Linked DNA regions of Sus scrofa: region 1 is linked to region 2. A link is a contact called in public HiChIP or PLAC-seq data. All regions are on one chromosome and are shown on one strand. Each heading gives the region's core, a stretch centred on a gene start, on an enhancer-like site or on the middle of the called end of the contact. The rest is flanking DNA. Distances are from core to core; before and after follow the strand shown.

Evidence for each region. HiChIP or PLAC-seq counts read pairs in DNA pulled down with a chosen protein or histone mark.
Region 1: an H3K27ac HiChIP or PLAC-seq map of skeletal muscle shows a contact between it and region 2. The contact joins the promoter of TMEM131 here to the promoter of VWA3B in region 2. A contact is called at or near these places in 1 of 5 promoter capture datasets (liver), 4 of 47 Hi-C or Micro-C datasets (embryonic fibroblasts, liver and skeletal muscle) and 2 of 2 datasets of contacts at active chromatin or transcription factors (alveolar macrophages and skeletal muscle).

What each region holds. Positions count from the first base shown.
Region 1 is chr3:56,275,763-56,278,462 of Sscrofa11.1, reverse strand. TMEM131 (transmembrane protein 131) reads right to left here and starts at 1,333. Exons shown (of 41, transcript XM_021087250.1): 1 at 576-1,333. The coding sequence starts at 756.
Region 2 is chr3:56,172,221-56,174,920 of Sscrofa11.1, reverse strand. VWA3B (von Willebrand factor A domain-containing protein 3B) reads left to right here and starts at 1,324. Exons shown (of 27, transcript XM_021087236.1): 1 at 1,324-1,463.

The DNA.
Region 1 (2,700 bases), core at 84-2,583, 100 kb before region 2:
CGCTAAACAATCAACACTGCAAAGCGATACTGGACGGGGAAGCTAAAGAACAGGATTCCTCCCCAAGAATTGTTTTAACAATTCCAAAGTAAAATTTGGTAAGCTGTTTTAAGTCTCTCCACTAGTCTCGCTATTTTTTACTGCATTTTAAAGTGAGCTCTCTTCCCACGCCGTTATTAAAGCTGCAACCAAAAAAAGAAAAGAAAAAAAAAGTCCTAAAATTCTCCTATTAACAGCAATCAAGTCTAAAAATACGCCCCTCCTACATAGTGGACCAAGAGGCAAGAATAACGAGAACCGGGGAAGTTTTGAAATGGCAGTGACAGGAGACCAAAGGAAAGACAAGGGGAAGGAATCACGGAGAATGAGAGCAACTCTGTGCGGCCAACGCCGCGAGTTGGCACCCGAACTCCAAGTTCCCGGCTCGGGACAGGACTCGACCGAGCAACTTCGCGCCGGACGCAGACCGGAGCCGCGGCCCTTCCTCCCCGGTCGCAGCCCGGCAGCGGCCTCCGCGAGGGCGCGGTGACAGCCGCGGGGCCGGGACTAGGAGATGCCGGCCGGCTGACACCCACCTTCCTTCTCGGCCCGCGCCGCGGCCACGACGAGAGTCATCACCAGGTGTAGTGCTCCCAGGAGGCCAGCGGCCGCACTCCGGGGGCCCCCGCCGCGGCCGGCCGCGGGCTCCAGACCAGCCCCGGCAGACGTGGAGACGGCGGCGGCTCCTGCTGCTCCTCCTCCCGCCCGCTTCCCCATCCCTGCCGGCCGGGGGCCGCCGCGCTCGAGGTGCGGCGCGGTCCTTCTCGGCGAGGCGGCGGCGCGGGAGCCGTGGTCCGGGTTCTGGCCGTGGAGCCGGGAGCGAGAGCAGTTCCGGGCCCAGGGCTCGGGCTCCGGGCGTGGGTCTGGTCCGTGCGTGCGTGCGAGCGAGAGTGTCAGTCACGGCCTCGGCCTCGGCATCGCCTACGAAGAGTCGAAGCGGAGAGGCCGCGGGTCAAGCGCGGCGGGCGGCCATACTGGAAACGGGCAAGGGCCGCGGGCTCTGGGCGCTGGCCTGCGAGGGGCGGGGCGCGGCCCCGGGCACCGCCCCCGCCGTGCCGTCACCTGGACAGCAAGCAGGTCTATCCGCTCGGGAGTCCGCGGGTCCGACCTCCCCTTCGCGCTCTTGGAGGCCCGCGGCTTCAGCGGCCAGACGGGACACTGGAAGCACAACCCCAACCCGTCACCGCTACCCCGCCGAGGAGGAGGAGAATGAGCGAGGCAGGCCAGGGCCCAGCCGCCAGGACTTGTGATGGCGGCTCATGCTTCGCAGTGCCAGTGACGAAGATCACGTGGGGACGGGGAGGCCTGGCCGCGCAGCCGCCCTGGCGCGGGGGCGGGGCTGCGGGGCGCTTGGGGAGGTTGGGCAGCTGCTCCGAGGTCGGAACAAACCCCTGCATCTCCGGTACTGCAGTGCGAGAGCCTTCCAGGGGAATGAGTGCGCATCCGGACCTCGTGGTCCAGCGCGGAAAATCCTATCCAGTGACTACTCCTGGCCGCACCTCCGCCTCCCAGTCGCTTCGAGAATACCCCAGGCCTGATTCAGTGCCTGATGGTGCTGTCTTGGGGACAGGGACCTGCTCTATTCGTCTTTGTTTCCTTATAGACACAGCACCGAGGAACGCTTAATGTAATCCTCCTTACCTTGGATTGTGCCAACTTTGATACGGGAAAAACTCTTTGCTTTGTGTGTGATGGGGGTGCAGCAGTGACCGTGGAAGGCAGATTGTACTTAAGAAATACGTCTAGTGGCTATGCTGGCTTTCTCCGGCTTGGAAGTATTCTTAAGACATTTTATTAACATAAAAAGCCCAACTCAAAGGCCACCTCTTTTAGTCTCCTTCAGGAAGTCACCTCATGCCTCCTAGATGCCCTTTCCATTTTAGGTCGAGGTTCTTGGTGGGCGTGGCTATTCTCTACGTGGTCCCTCTTTAATCAGTAACTTCCCCTAACTCCTAACTTAGTAACTATTTTAGTAACTTCCCCTAACTCCTGAGCCACCTCCTTAAACACTTCGCAGAATTTGTTGAGTGAATCGTTGTATTTTTAAGGCCAAGTCCACCCCTAATAAGTCTCGGACCAAGCTACGTGGGAAAATAAAATTTCAGGAAGACTTAAACCCAAAGTACTATCCTATGCAGTAGTCTTCTTTGTCAGGAGCACTTTATTTTACTTAATAAATTTGTATATTTTAATAGCCTTACCCTGATTTTGAAAAGCCATTATATTTTTCTGATGATTAGTGTCAAAATTGAATAATCAAATGCTGTTCTTGAGGTAATTAAATAGGGATAATTAATATATCTAAGTTCGGTTTTCCATGTTTGTAGGCCTAAGGCAAGAGATTTCTGGAAAGCTTTTTAACTCACTGAAGAAATCAAGCCCAAGAATAAGTCACTGAATGCCTTAGCTGGGTCCAAGCTTACCTCCAGTGTGCAGCACTGGGAGTCAGCAGTCCTTCCCCCATTGCCAGGTTCAGGGCAGACAAACCTCTCCAACCATGAAATGCTCAGGTTCTCTTACACAGGAATTAACCATGTCCTTTGATTAGCCTGAGGCTCTAGAGCCCCATGAGAACTGAGTTTATATCTATAATTGGAGCTTAGACATATACAGACATGTTTGATGGAAGGCAGATTTCCCATGAAGCTAATGAAGCTTACT
Region 2 (2,700 bases), core at 75-2,574:
AAGTGTGGAGGGAGGGACAATTAGAAAATTGACCTGCTTTATGCCATTTGAAATTGAAATGCATTCTGTTAAAAGCCCATTCAAGTCCCATGAGGTTTTCATTGGGGCATTAATATCCAATTCTAAGTGTACAACTGAGATGGCAGAAAATTTCTTTTGGAGAAACTAAAGCCAACAATTGATAATCGCAGCACATAATTATGAGAGCAGGGTGTTGAGGCAGGCTGCCTGGGTTCAAAATCTGGAGCTGGCTGGCCTTGGAGAAGCTGCCTGATTTTATGCCTCAGTTTACTTGTCTGTCAAATGGGAATAATAATGGTATTTCCCTTCTGGAGCTTTTATGTGGATTGAATAAATGCTTAGGGCATTGTCTAATTCAAGAAATTCTAGCTATTACTTTTTTTTTTTTTTTTTTTTTTTTCAGGGCCGCAACTGCGGCATTTGGAGGTTCCCAGGCTAGGGGTTAACTTGGAGCTGTAGAAGCTGGCCTATGCCACAGCCACAGCAACCAGGGATCTGAGCCAAATCTGTGACCTACGCCATAGCTCAAGGCAACCTCGGATCCCCAACCCACTGAGCAAGGCCAGGGATCCAACCTGCGTCCTCATGGATACTAGTCAGATTTGTTTCCTCTGAACCACAGTGGGAACTCCATCTAACTATTACTTTTAAATGTTGATTAACACTGAGCATAGTCATTGTCAAGGGTAGAACAGTTACACCTAAAACCTCTGTTCCTCATGAAAGATTGTTAGACTGAGAGCCACAGGCCTGCATTCAGTCCTCAAACAAAGAACAGTGAACTGAAGAGTAACCTATTATATACACATGTCTGTTTGGACTTTGCCCATCCTGACCGGACTGCCTACGGCAGCCCCTGGCAGCCAGCTCCCTGGACCAACAGTGCCAACCAAGGTTCAACAGTGCCTGAATTAGGTGCTTTACTCTCCACTTCTCTATTCCTCTTCAGGAGTGTTTCTGTGTTAACGCCCTCTCAGACTCCTTCGCATACATAGATACAATTTCCTTGAATTAACATTCTCTTTCTCTCTGGTTCCAGTTTTTGTGGTGGGCTCAAGAAAATTGCTTTTCCTCCTTTTGCTTCAAACATCACCCTCCCTGCCCTGCACCCACCCAGATTCTAATCATGATCACAAGCCCAGTAGTGCCAGCAATAGACTTGTTTAAGGAAAAAGAAAAAACATTCAACCTGAAAAGCAAACAGCACAAAGATCAAATAACAATGTAAGGGCAGTCACAAGGCAGTGCCCCGTGCCAAGAGTGTGATGCTGACAACGGATGCTCTGAGTCTGGACAGGTGGAGAGACATGATTGGGGCTGGAGGGTCCCTGAGGGCCTAATGAAGACAGAGGAGGTTGAGGTAGCCTTGAAGGTCCTGGTGTGGTTATTCAGATGAAGCAGGTGTCAGAGTAAAGTCGTCTGTGGTCAGAGGCAAGGACCAGGTTAGTCTATCTGCTGGAGGGTTTGAGTTGTGGGCAAAGAGGCTAAAAGTATAAAATGGGCCCTGAACGATTAAACTCAGGTTGAACATTGCTTTAAGGATGGGAGTGATATGCTAAATATCAATTACTGAGGTTGAAGTTGGGGGATACAAAATATCTATCAACTGTAAGTTTAAAACAAATGTGTAAAATTTGGTAAAATGGCATTTCACACCTGTGCTAAAGGTATTCTTATTCTAGACCACTCGGCAAACGAAAATGAGGTGAATCCTCCTGTGGCTAGTGCAGGTCCGTATCAGCTATATGGTACTTCAGAATGACCTAAACTTTTGCTCATTTATCTGTCCACAATTTAAGTAATTAGGATTAAACAGCTCCCTAAGAATGATTATGGGCATCTAAACATCACTGAGAGAAGCATAGTCATCTGCAGTGACGTGCAGATAAGTGGCAAGTGTCTTAGGGAAGGGAGAATGCTTGTGGGAATGTGGGGATAGGAGTGCCTGGGGTGACAGCAGGAAGCAGTGGGTTTGGCCCTGTCGATGCTGTATGCACCCTCTCAGCCACATGACCTGGGAATGTGAGTCTGGCAGGGTGTGGACAGCAGGGCTTAATGTGGCATTGGCAAACGTGGGTGTGACCACTATACTACTTGCCTTCTGATCAGAATCTTCAGTACTGTTAAAGTTTGGTTTGTTTTTTTTTGATGGGGTGTGGTTGGCAGGTGTCATTTTCAGGGCAAATGGTATACGATCTAATAACTTTAAGGAATGATTTTATGATCTGAGATAAAACTTTTCAGTACTTTTAAAGTTAGAAAGGCATTAAAAGAATGTAGGAAAAGTAAACCTCTGTAGGTGAAGTAGACTTTTCTGTTGGGGACAGAATTATTATTATTATTTTGCTTTTTTTTAAATTTAGGGCTGCCCTGGAGGCACATGGAAGTTCCCAGGCTAGGAATTGAATTGGAGCTGTAGCTGCTGGCCACGGCCATGGCCACACAGGATCTGAGCCACATCTGCAACCCATAGCACAACTCACAGCAACGCTGGATCCTTAACCCACAGAGCAAGGCCAGGGATAGAACCTTCATCCTCATGAATGCTAGTCAGATTTGTTAACCGCCTAGCCGTGACAGGAACTCCTGTTTTATTCCATACTTGACTCGACAATCTATAAACAATCTGGTCACTTCTTGAGTTTTAAAATCTAAAACAGTTTAATAGCCCAATACAGT